2 separate regions of the Sus scrofa genome follow, and region 2 is linked to region 1. Evidence: chromatin contacts called from public HiChIP or PLAC-seq data. All regions are on one chromosome and are shown on one strand. The core of a region is the stretch at or near the end of the contact, and the rest is flanking DNA. Distances in the headings are between cores, read along the strand shown.

The links. HiChIP or PLAC-seq counts read pairs in DNA pulled down with a chosen protein or histone mark.
Region 2: a contact with region 1 is called in an H3K27ac HiChIP or PLAC-seq map of alveolar macrophages. The contact joins two enhancer-like sites. A contact is called at or near these places in 1 of 47 Hi-C or Micro-C datasets (epiblast stem cells) and 1 of 2 datasets of contacts at active chromatin or transcription factors (alveolar macrophages).

The regions. Positions count from the first base shown.
Region 1 is chr12:48,196,589-48,204,071 of Sscrofa11.1, forward strand. The region is part of intron 13 of SMG6 (telomerase-binding protein EST1A); the gene reads right to left. LOC110256076 (a long non-coding RNA gene) reads left to right here. Exons shown (of 7, transcript XR_002337311.1): 1 at 1-2,974; 2 at 5,503-5,559; 3 at 6,964-7,049. Among named protein-coding and RNA genes, the nearest start is that of HIC1, 32 kb to the left of the region's middle. Within about 2 kb of position 3,208, at least 40 of the 83 cell types and tissues checked have an H3K27ac peak or open chromatin away from gene starts, as enhancers often do. A contact at or near this core is called in alveolar macrophages, where this site is marked.
Region 2 is chr12:48,463,553-48,471,035 of Sscrofa11.1, forward strand. It overlaps MNT (max-binding protein MNT), which reads right to left. Exons shown (of 6, transcript XM_021067616.1): 6 at 5,678-7,483. Among named protein-coding and RNA genes, the nearest start is that of MNT, 19 kb to the right of the region's middle. Within about 2 kb of position 4,644, at least 32 of the 83 cell types and tissues checked have an H3K27ac peak or open chromatin away from gene starts, as enhancers often do. A contact at or near this core is called in alveolar macrophages, where this site is marked.

The DNA of each region.
Region 1 (7,483 bases), core at 1,958-4,457:
GAGCAATCATCGAATTCGTGTCTCAGATGAAGTTCCCTAGTCACCCTGTCTGGGTCCTTCTCCTGCAAGACCACACATGCATGCCCTCACCTGCAAACCCACCTGCTTTGCACCTTCTCATGCCCTCCTCTTCATCCCTGGCCTCTGGGGTCCCCTGGCTCAGCAAGGGAGAAAAGGGGCCCTGTTTGATCAGAGGCACCCAAGTGGTAAAGTCCACTCGAATAGGGAAACACCTCAGTGGCCAGATATGCCACAGGGTGGCGGCCCCTCCATGACCAGCGGCTCTAACCCCCGCTCAGAGCCCATGTTTCCCAGCCTGTGACGGGACGTGACTTCCCTGGCTGCACCTCACAGTGAAGTCACTAATCCCGGAGACGTGCTCTGACTGCTTGCGTGTTGTTTTATCTCGTCCTCGCCTGGATGAGAACTCCATTGGTGGCAGAGACTACACCTCGCACCTCTCCTACTTCCCTGGCAAGGCGTGCTACGGACAAGCAGGACTCTCAGGAGGCTCACGGTAAGGACTGACAGGAGCAGGGAAGCTGGCTGGGTACCACGGGGAGCAGATGAGGCAGGCGTGACCCAAAATCCTCCAGGAGACCATGGAAATGAACAGCACTGTGGCAGCGGGCTGGCCAGGGAACATGCAGCACACGACAGCCAACCACGTGCTCCCCGACTCCATCCTCTGCCACCCGTTGAGCCATCCTGCCACCCTCCCTGCCTGGGAGGCTCGAATCGCTGGCTGAGTACCTCGACCACCTGGGCGGCGGATCTAACAGGTGCTCAGCTACCTAGAAAAGGCTTAGGAAAGGACAGCTGTCTTGAGCTTGGGGTACCCAGTCCTGGGCCTACCTCCTTGAAGGAGGAAAGCAGCTCTTTTTAGGCCAGGCAGGTAACCATGGGCTCCATCGCGTGCATTCAAACATGTGATGAGGAAGGCTAGAAATACAGAAGCAGGGGCTAAAAGGCATTAAAGAACAGAGCTGAAATGAGTAATAGCCTGGCAGGCAGCACGCACAGTGGCCTCCCTGCATCCCCAGCCTCTCACTTGCAGAGGAAACTTCTGCATTTCCACAAGACTGCCAGTTTCCTCTCTGTGGTCTAATTTTAACCACCTTGTCGTTACAGTGTGTGTCAGCCACCTGACCCCACTATGACCTCTGACCTTACGCCCCAGCTACTGCTTGCACTATGGATAATTATGTAATGGGTCCAGGACTTTTCCTTTTCGGAGTGAGTCTGCTGTCGCTGAAAGGAGGGGAGGGGCGGTTAGGGGTTAGAGGAGGAGAGAGAAACACCTGATAGTGGTCCTCGGCATCACCTGGATGCTTAGAGGTAGGCTAGCACCCCTGCTGAGTACGGCGGAACCCCACCCAGAAGAGGAGAGCGCGCCCAGGGAGTGTGTGCGGACAGGCAGGCCGGAGAGCTCCCCCTGTCAGGTCATGGGCTGGATGGTAGGCTGAATGGCTCAGGAAGAAAGTGTGGTTCCTGGCCAAGAGGGAGAAAGGCCACATGTGTGGACGTGGGACTCCTGGAGATGGGGGTTTCCAGGGCACAGCGGGACCCAGGGATGCAGACATCCTGAGCCTGCCTGCGGTACATCCTTAGTGGTCTAGGAGAAACAGCCCTCTACATGGACACTCCTAAACAAAAAGGAGTGCTACCACCACCACCCCCACCCCGTCCCCCATTCTAGTTTTCGCCCAGTTTAGAAGGAACTGGTTTCCTGGGGATTTTGTCTGCTGTGGCCGTTTCCCTTGCCTTCCTCCCCTAGGGCAAGGGAACTCCTGGATGATTCTCAAAAGAGCTTTGATCCAGTGGGGTTGCTGGGCTGGTACTAAGAGGCCTGAAAAGAATTCTACCTGTTTGGAGAGAGAAAAGTCACCCAGGGTTTTGGAAGAGTATCCTCTCCTTTGTGATACAACTAGCGGGGAGGACAGCCAAGGGTGTAGAGTCTCCTTGGCTTTCAAAGTGCACTGGGGGTGTGAGGGACAGGCTTGAGCTACTGAGGCGGTAGGGAACTGAGAGGCATCAAGTCTAGGGCTTGTCCAGGGGCAGAGAGAAACCTTCAGCCTCCAGCCTGGTGGCCGGTGTGCTGAAGCATTCTGCTTTCAGGTGGGAGGAAATCTAGCCCCATGGGGTAGATTTCTCCTAAACAAAGAATCCAGCACTTGAGCTGGTGGTGGTGGGGAGTTTAAATATGTTAAGAAGGGACATCACCACAGAGGAAGCCACCCACAGAGAGCCGATTCCGAGATGATCTTGGGCCAAGGAGGGCTTTCTGGTAGGAGAGGGGTTAAAGCTAAGGCTCCCTACTTGGAGAGGAGGAGTCCAGATGAAGTCTATGACATAATCCCCACAAGAGCTCTGTTCATGAGTACATTTTTCCATTCTATATCAATGAAAAACAGAGAATGTAAGTGGTATGTACATTGTAGCTCTGGGCAAACTTTAGACTCTCTAGAGGAGAAAGAGCTGGGCAGGAGAGGCCTCCTTCCCAGGCTGTTAACAGGTGGGGCTGGAGGGGGCCTAGAGATGAGTAGAAGGTTGCTGGCCAGGGAACACCCTGGGGCACATGAGACTGGCACCTTCTCAGGGGCAGGCATGGTCCTTCTCGAGGGACTCACTGCGCAGGGGATCACCAGGAGCTCCAAAGTTAACGGATGGAATGTCTCACACAAACCAGTCAGAAAACTGGAAAGAAAACTGGGGCTCTGGGTCAGGGAAGAGGCGAAAGAAAGGCACCCAGAGAAAGCCCCTTTGCCTTCCCCTGAAGACCATCTGAGGCAGCGCGCCCCATCAGTGGGAACTGAAACCTCTAGCCTCAGGGTTCCAGCTATCACCCGGATCAGGTCCACACGCAAAGAACCAAGCAGAAAGGAAAACTGAAAGTGAGATGTGGCAAGGCGATACGGCAGCCCGTCCTGTCCCAGGCTCAGTTCCTTAGAGAGAGAACGCGAGCCTGCACAGGGTAAGTGGAAGTGGAGCTCGGCGGAAGGTTAGGTCTTGAGGAAAGCAGGAAGAAACCTCAAGGGCCAGAGAGAAGAGGAAGGCAGGCTGGGCTACCTGCCTGGGGTATCTTAGGTGGGGTGGAGGATAAGCCAAGAGTGGTGCACTCTGAAAACTGGCAACTGTCTGTAGCCACTTGGCAGGGGACCAGCCCAGCCCGGGCAGAGATGCCTGGGCAGGAACAGAAAAGGAGATCTAAGCTGTCTTATGCGGTGGAGGGCCAGAGAGAGAAAAGGAACTGAGCACCACACGCCACGGACGGATGTAAAGTTGTAAGACTTAACACGAGCCACAGGGAAGGGAGAAAACCGCGGATCCAGCCAGGGCCCAGGAGGAGGGGTCGCGTGCTGGCCCAGCGCTCTGGATCCAAGTCCAGGGACAAGGGACTCCTCTGTCTTTACTGCATCCCTGTTTTCTCCAACAGGCCTCCTGGAAGGCTCGAGCATCACAGTGGCTGGTTAGATTTTGCAAAATTTCTTTTTCTGAACCTTTGGTTTGGGGGAGTCAGAGTTTAAATGTGCACTATCAGCCAGTTCTACTCTTTCTGGTCTTAAAAAGTCCTGCTTGCTACTGCTCCTCTGGTTACAGAGAAAAATCACATGGGTTTTCCCCTACAAACTCAAGTTTACAGGTTGTTTTTCTTGTTTCTCTAAATGGAGCCAATTATTCTCACATTTGTTGAAACCTTCAATCAAACTTTATAGCTTGTTAATTTTACAGAATGTCCTTAGAGCAAATAAGATGCAGACAGAAAAGTGAAGTCTTACAGATTATTAAGAAACCTTAGCATAGCCTACAAATCCACTACCAAGGCTGGTAAAATACAGGATGCTTGGCTGGCTTCTGAGGTCAATTAGCAATGGGTTAATTATCATCTTTAACGAGCCAAGTCTACAGGACTGGCTATAAGAAACTGAATTCAGACTTGAGTGTATTCCCAAACTAGGAACCTCTAGTTATATGCAGTCCCTCACAGGAGACTGAAGGGTGGGCAGGACAATTCCATCGTGGTCAAGGGTGGGTCAGCCTGCGAAGAGGTCTGCCAATGTGAGTTCATACACAGGGAATCCTCTGGAGCAGGAGGACAGTGGAAACGGTTTATTCACATTCCTAAGGGGAGGGGTTTCCAGGCAGGAGGAAGCTGGCCATGAGGATGCACAATCACTCTGAAGGCAGAGGCAGTAGCTCAGGAGCGAGAGACGGACATCCCCAGCCTAGCTGAATCAGAACAGACTGTGACTGAACTGGGAGAGGGCTCACGGGTCAGTGGGGAGAGAAAGGACGAACCTGGCAGGCGCCAAATGACAAAGTGGACAAGGCGAAAGGCATGGGTCCTTGTGCCAGATGCAGATCCTGACAAACCCCGGGCATCCAGTCCAAAGGCATCCACTCAGTCAGGGGGTGACTCACCCCCATCCCTGCAGCAGCAGGACCTCATTCCTGCACAAGACAGCTAAGCACAGGCCTCTCCCTCAGTCACTTTTCTTTTTTGTCTTTTCTGTGCCTGCGGCATATGAAGTTCCCCAGCCAGATATCGAATCCAAGCCACAGCTGCAACCTACGCCACAGCTGTGGCAATGCCGGATCCTTAACCTACTGTGCCAGGCTGGGGATCGCACCCATGCTGCCTCAGAGACCATGCTGGATACTTAACTGGCTGCACCACAGAGGGAACTCCCCTCAGTCACTTTTGATCCCCTGGTCCAGACCCAGCCACCCCTAGCCCCACAGTTGGTCTGTGCTAGTTGAGGGGTCAATGGGTCACAAGACAAAACGCTAACATCATCAGCCACCCCACCCCACAGCAGCCACATCATCCCACATGGCTGGTCCCAACAGCTGTTTTCTTAGTGGAGGCAGCGTGAGCCATTACCAACCAGCTGGCAAGGCAGATGCCTGTTCAGAGTGGATGGCAGCCTGCGAGCTCCCCCATACCTCTCCCTACCCCTGGTGTGTGTACACGTGTGTGTAGGTGTGTGAGTGCACACAGGCCTTAAATTTCCCAGAGAAGTGTGGGAACTGGCAAATGGTTAGGGGGGAAGATTTGCTGGTGGCAGGGGTGGAAGAGAGGCTACTCCCTTAGTTTTACTGAAGATTCCAAAGGGTAGGGGTACCTGGCTACTGCGAGGGAGATTATGTTCACACGGGAGGAGAGTCAGGAGAACACAGGTGTGGAACATACACTGGTGGGGAGAAGGTACAGAAGGAAAAACAGGTCCATTCTGGAAAGAGGCAGGGAGAGGCAATAATAGGGAGTTGGGTCAAGGGCCTGGCCTTCATAGTCAGAGAGACCTAAGTTCAGGTTTTAGCTGCCAGTTCCTAGCTGTGTGTCCCTAGACAAGTTACTTAACGTCTCTGAGCCTCAGCTCAAGTTGTTTAAAAGAGATAATGCATATCAAATATTTAGCAAGGTGCCTGAACCCAGAAAGTGCTCAGTAAATGAGTGACTGTTATGTTTTTTCCTCTCTGCTGCTGCCTCATTCTGCTCAGAGGCAGGAAAGGTACTCTGCCTGACACCACTAAGACTCGTGGAAGCCAGACTCAGAGGTAAGGAAGGAAGTGTGGGGCTGGCATGCAGCCTGGGGCTGAGGGGAGAGGCCCTGGAATGCTCACCTGGCTGTGGAAGCTGCTGAAATAGTTTATTCTGAGCTAAGGTGTTGGAGCCAGGCTGTTGGGCAAACCACATGGTAGAGAATGGGCCCGGCCTCTCCGCAGCTGCCCCTCTTCCTATTCCCTAAAGATTCCTGGACCACAGGCACACACGCACTCTACAGGACTCCGGAGGGGCGGGCCCCTAGGGCCTGGGCTTTAGCACATGCACGGCACTAACGCACACATCAGAAATAAGATCCCGTGACCACCACCACTCCCTAGCCGGTCTGGCCCCGCCACACTGGCGTGTGGGTGGTGGCTCTGCGTTTGTTAATGGTATCCTCTGTAAATGAGACCAGCTGGATCCTCGCTCTGGCTCTTTCAATACCAGAGAAATGATGACAAAATCCCCCCTGTGGCATTTTCTACCCACCTGAATTCCTGAGCTGGGACATTCTAAAGAAAGTCAGAGAGGAGTCTGGGCTCTCCCGGGAAGAAGACAGCTGGCCCTTCTTGAGCTGTTCCCTCACGGAAAGAAACTATCTTTTTCTGGAGCTCTGAGCTCCGGCTGTACGAGCAAGGTGCATTCTCAACAGTGAGCGAGTCGCACAGTGCAAGCTATAGGCAGCGGGAGCTCGGGCTGCAGTCCAATCCGCTTCCCCGACAGCGTGCTCTGGGAGCAGCCGCCCGCACTGGCAGGGGCTGGGGCGGATACTGGCACTGCCAACACAAGCCTTTCAGGTCTGGCTGGCTTCAGCTGGTCTGAAACCTGGAGCACAGGCGCTGGGGCCCTCACTTACTGAACCAGCAGGGGAGGCTACGAGCTCAGCCCCTGGGGAGGAAAGGCCTGAGTCCGTCTCAGGCTGCAAATATCCACACACAGTCTGTTTCTACACTGCTGGTTAGCTGTGGGCTGGGAGCAGCGTATCTCACGCTCTGGTTGCTCTGAGCCACTTTCCTACTTGCCTTCCAGACAGCCAGGATCAGCGCTCCTTGGGTCGTGCATAGGCTCCTTCACCCAATTTGTTCCTGGTCTTGTTTACTTTATGTGTGGGTGGAAGAATGCTGAGACCTGCCGTGTTCCATGCGTCCAGTCAATATCCAATTCAACACACACTGAACTAAGTGCCTAGTGTGTGCACTAGGCCATTCCAGACCCTCAAAATGTGGTAGGGGGGATGGGGCATATGCCGAACAGGTGCATCAAAGACTCCTCATTTCAAGAGAGAAATAGGCACCCCCCCATTACCTACAGTACTCAGGAGGGCAGAATTCTCCTCCCTCTAGGGAGAGGAAAAGGTAGCCCAGGGAGAAGAGCTCTTTGTAGCGATGGGGGCACTGCTCCTTTATCTCTTTCAGGCAGATGCGTCCTGAGGAAGTCGGATGGAGCATCCTCGGGCTCAGCCTTGCCACCGGATAAAGTCCCAGTCTCGGCGCTCTCCGTGGTCCGTGCACGCCCTCCCCACAGCACATCCCCTCTCCCTTCTCCCTCCCCACTGCACATCACCCCCCCAAGCACACCCCTCTCCCTTCTCCCCCCACCACTGCACATCACCCCCCCCCCAACTGTACATCACCTCTCTCATCTCGCCGTTAGTCCCTAAGCCCCAACTCCAGGCCCAGGCAACCGTGTTCAACATTCCCCTGTGTGCCATTTGCCCCCTTGGTACTTCTGAGACTTTACAGATTATCCCCTGAACCTACAGGGCCTTCACCTTTATGCAATTAATTCATATCCTTGCCTTCCTTTAAGTTTGATAAAAAATCAAGATGTCTTTGTCCAGCCCACCGGCCCACAGGAGAGAACAAGGCAGACGCAGCCCTTGACGTCACAAGACGTTGGGGCCACAAGGGATTCCACAGCAGCCCGACACCAACT
Region 2 (7,483 bases), core at 3,394-5,893, 270 kb after region 1:
TCCCCATCCCCTAGCTGATCCTGTAGCCTGCAGCAATCATAATTCCCTCTGCTGTAACATCCACTCAAGATAAAAACTTCCCCAAGATAGGTACAGAGGGAACACAACATAATAAAAGCTATCTATGACAGACCCACAGCCAAAAAACCTAATATTCAACAGGGAAAAGCTGAAAGCCTTCCTGCTAAAATCTGGCCAAGACAAGGATGCCCACTCTCACCAATTCCATTCCAATAGTAAGTTCAAGCTATAGCAATCAGAGAAGAAAAAAAGTTATCCGGATTGGAAAGAAAGAAGTAAAACTGTCATTACATGCAGATGACGTTACTATATATATATATATATATATATATATATATATATATATATAAAACCCTAAAGACCATACAAAAACTACTAAAACTGAAATCAGCAACGTAGCAGGATGCAAGATTAACATATAGAAATCTGTTGCATTTCTTTTTGCTCACGATGAAATAGCAGAAAAGGAAAGTAAAACAATCCCTTTTAAAAGGGATTTTAAAATCCCTTTTAAAATTTCATCCAAAAAACTCTTAGGAATAAACCTGACCAGAGGTGAAAGTCTTACACACTGAGAACTATAAAACACTGATAAAGGAAACTGAAGATGATTTGGAAAAATGGAAAGATAGCCCAATGCTCTTAGATTGGAAGAATTAATATCATTCAAACAGCTACACTACCCAAAGTAATTACAGACTTAATGTGATTGCTGTCAATTTACCCCATGACATTTTTTACAGAACTAGAATAATCCTAAAATTTACATGGAAGCCATGAAAGACCCAGAACTGCCAAAACACTCCTGAATAAAAAGAACAAAGCTGGAGACATAACCCAGACTTTAGACAATACTAAAAAGCTGCAGTAATCAAAACATGGTATTAGCACAAAAACAGACATGGATCAATGGGACAGAACAGAAAGCCCAGAAATGAACCCACACACCTACAGTCAATTAATCTTCAACCAAGGAGGCAAGAATATACAATAGAGAAAGTCTCTTCAGAAACTGGTATTGGGAGGTTCCTGTCATGGTGCAGCAGAAATGGATCCAACTAGGAACCATGAGGTTGCAGGTTTGATCCCTGGCCTCACTCAGTGGATTAAGTAAGGTTCCGGTGTTGCCGTGAGCTGTGGTGTAGTTCACAGACATGGCTCGGATCCCACGTTGTTGTGGCTCTGGCATAGGCCGGTGGCTACAGCTCCCATTAGATAGACCCCTAGCCTGAGAACCTCCATATGCCGCAGGTATGGCCCTAAAAGGACAAAAGACAAAAAAAAAAAAAAAAAAAGTGGTGTTGGAAGAGGTGAGTAGTTGCATGTAAATCAGTGAAGTTAGAGCATAACCATCAAACCATACACAAAAACTCAAAATGGCTTAAAGACAAATATAAAACATGAAACCATAAAATCTCTTAGAAGAGAACAAAGGCAAAATATACTTTAACAATACAAATGTTTTGTTAGGGCAGTCTCCCAAGGCAATAGATACAAAAGCAAAAAATAAGTGGGACCTAATCAAATTTACAAGCTTTTGTATAGCAAAGCACACCATAAACGAAATAACAGGGAGTTCCCGTCGTGGCGCAGTGGTTAACGAATCCGACTAGGAACCATGAGGTTGCGGGTTCGGTCCCTGCCCTTGCTCAGTGGGTTAACGATCCGGCGTTGCCGTGAGCTGTGGTGTAGGTTGCAGACGTGGCTCGGATCCGGCGTTGCTGTGGCTCTGGCGTAGGCCGGTGGCTACAGCTGCGATTCAACCCCTAGCCTGGGAACCTCCATATGCCGCGGGAGCGGCCCAAGGAATAGCAACAACAACAAAAAATAAATAAAAAAATTAAAAAAAAAATGAAAAAACAACCTACAGACTGGGAGAAAGTATTTGCAAATGATGCGACTGACAAGGACCTAATTTCCAAAACATACAGTTCATACCAAAAAACCCAAACAACACAATCAAAAAGTATGCGGAAGACCTAAAGAGACATTTCTCTAAAGAAGATTTAGGGAAGTTCCCGTTGTGGCACAGTGGGAAACAAATCCGACTAGGAAAGGTGGCGGGTTTGATCCCTGGCCTCCCTCAGTGGGTTAAGGATCCGGCATTGCCGTGAGCTGTGGTGTAGGTCGCAGATGCGGCTCGGGTCTGGCGTGGCTGTGGCACAGGCCGGCCCACAGCTGTAGCTCCAATTAGACCCCTAGCCTGGGAACCTCCGCATGCCGTGAGTGTGGCCCTAAAAAGCACACACACAAAAAGAAGACATACAGACGGCCAACTGACACATGAAAAGATGTTCATCCTCGCTAATTAGAGAAATGCAAACCAACCACAATGAGCTATCACCTCACATCAGAATGGCCATCATTAAAAAGTCTACAAATAGGAGTTCCTGTGGTGGCTCAGTGATAACAAACCTGACTAGTATCCATGAGGACGCGGGTTTGATCCCTGGCCTCGCTCAGTGGGTTGAGGATCTGGTGTTGCCATGAGCTGCAGTGTAAGTCGCAGATGCAGCTTGGATCTGGCGTTGCTGAGGCTGTACTGTAGGCTAGCAGCTGCAGCTCCAATTCAGTTCCCTGCCTGGGAAGTGCCACATGCTGTGGGTATGAGTGCAGCCCTAAAAAAACAAAACAAAAAAAAAAGTTTACAAATAGCAAATTCTGGAGAGGATATGGTGAAAAGGGAGCCCTGCTACACTGTTGGTGGGAATGTAAATTTGTGTAGCCACTATGAAAAACAATATAGAGGAGTTCCCGTTGTGGCGCAGTGGTTAATGAATCCAACTAGGAACCATGAGGTTGCAGGTCTGATCCCTGGCCTTGCTCAGTGGATTAACGATCCGGCATTGCCGTGAGCTGAGGTGTAGGTCACAGACGCGGCTCGGATCCCGCGTTGCTGTGGTTCTGGAGCAGGCCGGCGGCTACAGCTCCGATTCGACCCCCAGCCTCGGAACCCAGGCCCAAGAAAAGGCAAAAAGACAAACCCCAAAACAATATAGAGTTTCAGTCTCCTTTAAAAAAAACAAAAAATTAAAAACTGAGTTGCCATATTACCCAGCACTCCCACTCCTGGGCTTTTTTTTTTTTTTTGTCTTTTTCTAAGGCCGCACCTGCAGCCTATGGAGGTTCCCAGGCTAGGGGTCTAATCAGAGCTGTAGCTGCTGGCCGATGCCAGAGCCACAGCAATGAGGGATCCAAGCCACATCTGTGACCCATACCACAGCTCATGGCAACACCAGATCCTTAACCCACTGAGAGAGGCCAGGGGTTGAACCCACAACCTCATGGTTCCTAGCTGGATTCATTAACCACTGAACCACGACAGGAACTCCCCACTCCTGGGCTCTTATTCAAAAAGCTACATGCACCCCAATGTTCCTAGCAATTCATAGCACTATTTACAATAGCTAAGACATGGAAACAAACTAAATGACAGATGAATGAAGAAGACATGGTACACATATACAATGGAATACTGTGCAGTTATAAACATATTTACAAAACAGAAACAGATTCACAGACACAGAAAACAAACTCATGGCTACCAATGGGGAAGAGTGAGGGAGGGATAAATTAGATAAATCCTGTATCTGGGATTAGCAGATACAAACTTCTATATATAAAATAGATAAACAATAAGGTCTTACTGTATAGCATAGAGAACTTACATTCAATATCCTGTAACCATAATGGAAAATAATATGAGAAAGTATATATATCTGAATCACCTGCCGTACATCAGAAAATAACACATTGTAAATAAACTCTACTTAAGCTTTTAAAAAAGGGAGTTCCCATCGTGGCGCAGCAGAAACAAATCCGACTAGGAACCATGAGATTGTGGGTTTGATCCCTGGCCTCGATCAGTGGGTTAAGGATCCGGAGTTGCTGTGAGCTGTGGTGTAGGTCACAGACGCAACTCGGATCTGGCATTGCTGTGGCTGTGGTGTAGGCCGGCAGCTGCAGCTCCGATTTGACCCCTAGCCTGGGAACCTCCATATGCTACGGGTGCAGCCCTAAAAAGACAAATAAATAAAGAAAAAATTAATAAAAAAAAATTCTCTCTGCTGTGACTCTTCCTGAAAGTTCACCAAAGGCCCCTGGTTAAACTAGCCTGGAAGTGGCTGGTTGTGCACACGTTCCCACCCCTTCTCTGCTCCACCCAGAAGTGCTGGCACTTCCAGGACCTTGGCTGGGCTTCTAGGGCCAAAAGGAATCCCACAGCCAAAATGCTGGGTCTGCCAAGGGCTGTATGTGGATGGTAGCAGGAAGAACCAGTAGGATGCTATAAGCACCATCTCAGGGAACCCCCCAACCCACGAAGTAAACCTTCCTCTTTTAAAAAAAGAGCAGGAATATTCCTCAGGTGTTTTGTTTTCTATGACCCAGACCACAGGCCCCTCTTGCAGGTTCTAGCGGAGTCAGGGGTAGGACTATCTTTTGCGTGCAGGGAGGGGAGTTTCTGTCCACCCTTAAGATGTGGTGGTAGCCCTTAGGCAATACCAAGTCACCACTGCCAGGGGCGTTCTTCCTCTGAATCCAGGACTGCACACACTGAGGCAATGTTAACCCTAACCGCCTTCTCCAAATTGGAAGGAAACGCTTGCTTCCTGGAGCCACCAGCAGAGGGAGCCAGAAGCTCACAGATGAAAGGAGCTGGCACCACTGCGGGTCCTGGGGAGGAGCACTGAGCAAGGTCTTCCGAGGAACCTGGAGGCATTGAAGGCCAAGACTCCCTTCTCTGGGGATGACAAACCCCACCCCACCCCCAGGAAGAGAAGCGGAGTCAGTTTCCCTGGCTACAGCTGGGAGTGGGGCTGGTGTCTGGGAGTTAGAGAAGCATCCAGGCTGGTCTAGAGCTCAGCCCAGCTAACTGCCAGACCTCACTCCCTCACCTCCCCACCTATCCGCCTGCTAAGTGGCTGGTTTCCCCTAAACTGGGGAGAAAAGAGGTCACTATAGGGACAAAGGCCTTCCAGGCCCAGTTTACTAGACCAGAGTTCTTTGACCCCTGACCCCTAACTTCTTCCTCTTCTTGTTCCTTCCCCCGAAAGGACAGCCTTATGGACTCCTCAGACAACCTAACTACAACCCCAGAAAGGTCTCCCCTCTCAGGGAACTCCTGGCCCTTCTGTACACAGATCTTGCAGCTTTCCCACTGGAACTTTCTGGAGTTCAGGATGCTCAACTCCAGGGCAAGGTGGCATGTGCCTGGGGACAGCTCTGCACCAGCTGAGATGGGACGGCAGCTCCACAGGGTCCCAGGCTGGCCCTGTGACCTTAACAAGTCACTCACCCACCTTGAACCTGTTTTCTTATCTGCTAGGTCTTGGTCTATTTACTTCACCAAGCTGTTAAAAGACGAAACAAGATAGCGTTTATAAAAATCGTTTGAGGAAGTATAAAGTATTGCGTAAGTGTGAGGAAACCCAGAACCGCAGTTCTCAGAGCTCAGAGGGCTGAGCCTTGGGATCAGAATGGGAAGATCCCTCCTCTTTTCTCTAAAAGCAGCCATCCTGAAAGCTGCCTGAAGACCGTGCCCCCAACTCCCCAACAGGGAGAGGATACCGCTGCTTCTTGCTGGAGGGTCTTTCCCTAAAAGTCTCTCCTCCTCTTGCAACAAAATGACCCAGATGCTGCAGATGGCAGCTCCATCTCGGGTTTCAGTGCAGGTTTATTTCAATTTTATATTTTATTCCAGGCAAGTGCTTATTACATGGAGAGTATTCATGTCTCAATACCTAAAGTCTTGGAGCATGAACAGCCACTAGAATACAGTTCAATAGTAAAAATACAATATGTACAAAATTAGGGTTTTTGTAGTTTTGTTTTTTTTTTTTCCCACACAGCAGATGTATCCAAACACATAAAAATCTCTACAGTCTGGGGTCACTACGATTTATATTTCAGGAAACGGAGACACAGTGACCGAGTCCTCACTGTAAACAAGGGCCACCTCTTTGGGGGAGCGGGGGTGGGACCCTGGGATGGGGGGAGAAGCAGCTGTTCCTGGAGAGAGCAGGGGGTATGGTGACCCCCTAATTCCCCTTCAGGAATCCCCTGCCCTTCTTTGGCCCCCCAAGGAACCAACCTCCCCCTCTCCCCGAGGTAAAGACTCCCAGCCAGTGAGCCACTCTGAACATCCAAAAGTAAAACACGCATGAGAGGTAAGATGTGTGTGTGTGTGTGTGTCTGTGTGTGCGCACACGCACGTCCCCCAGGCTGGAAGGGCTAGGGAGGGGAGGGGCAGGCGGTCCCACAGGGCGAGGACAGATGTGGTCCTGACAGCTCTCAGAGGGGAGATGCCCAAGGAAGGGCTGGGCGGGCTGCCCTCTCGGGCACACAGCATCACAGCGTTCACAAATGACAACAAAAACAACAGCAACAACACCCTTTGTCACCAATCTGGACATAGTCATTCGGCACTAGATTCTGAGGTCCCCACTGCTGCAGTGGGGGCGGGGAGGGGCAGGGGCAGCGGGCGGATGAGGTATCTGTGCAGGCCCGAGGGGTGACTGGCTAACAGGACAGTTTCAACTCTGGAACGGACTCAGGTCGCAAGGTGAGCAGAGCCGAGAGGAGGGTGGGCTTGCCAGTGCTTCTTTGTTCCGGGGGCCAAGCCTGCCCTGTCTCCCTCTGCTCTTTCCAACATAACATAACCACACTGGCAAGAGGGAAACCAGCCTGCCCCACGACGGGGCGGTAGTGGCGGTGGCTGCAGCGCAGGAAGGTGGCAAGCTTGTGAGGTGAGAACTGCACCGCGGGGGGCGTACAGGACCCCCTCCTAGAAACCATGAAGGTGTCCATTGGCCTTCCCTTTCCCCACATGGGGAAACAAGAGAACAGTCCCCAGGACCAAGCAGGAACTGAAAGGGAGTTCGTAGGCGGCTCCTCTATTCAAGACCTTCGCCAGCTGCCTCCGTGTCCCACAGGACCCCTCCCGCCCCCAGCCCCCAGCCAGTCCATGCAAACTTCACAGGTAGGAACACTGGCCTCCCTCTCCACACACACTCTGAAAGGCTGTCGGTGAGTGTGTGCCCAGGTGGGGAGCCGAGTGTGCACGTGTGTGATTGAGTCTGACTGACACAAGGCCACTTGTAATAAATACCCACATAAAAAGAGAAGCCAAAGCCGTGTGCCGAGGCAGAAGCAGGAAAAGCAGCATCCCCTACACACAGGGCCCCTCGCTCCTCCCCACTCCAAGCTCAGCCCTGCCCCGGGCCCAGCTAAGGACCTTCTTCACAGGAAGGCGGTGGCACGGAGCAGCCTCCACCAGGGAGAGCACACTCAGCACAGCACAGTCCACTGGACAAAGGAGGGAGGGTGTTTGGGGAAAAGGTGCTGGAGTCGGACAAGCCGGGGCAGAAGCAGCAGTTCCTCCAGGTCTGGCCCTGCTCCCTCCCCACAGGCCCCCAGGGCCAAGCCCCCCACTGATTTTACCATCCTGATTACCTCAACAGGG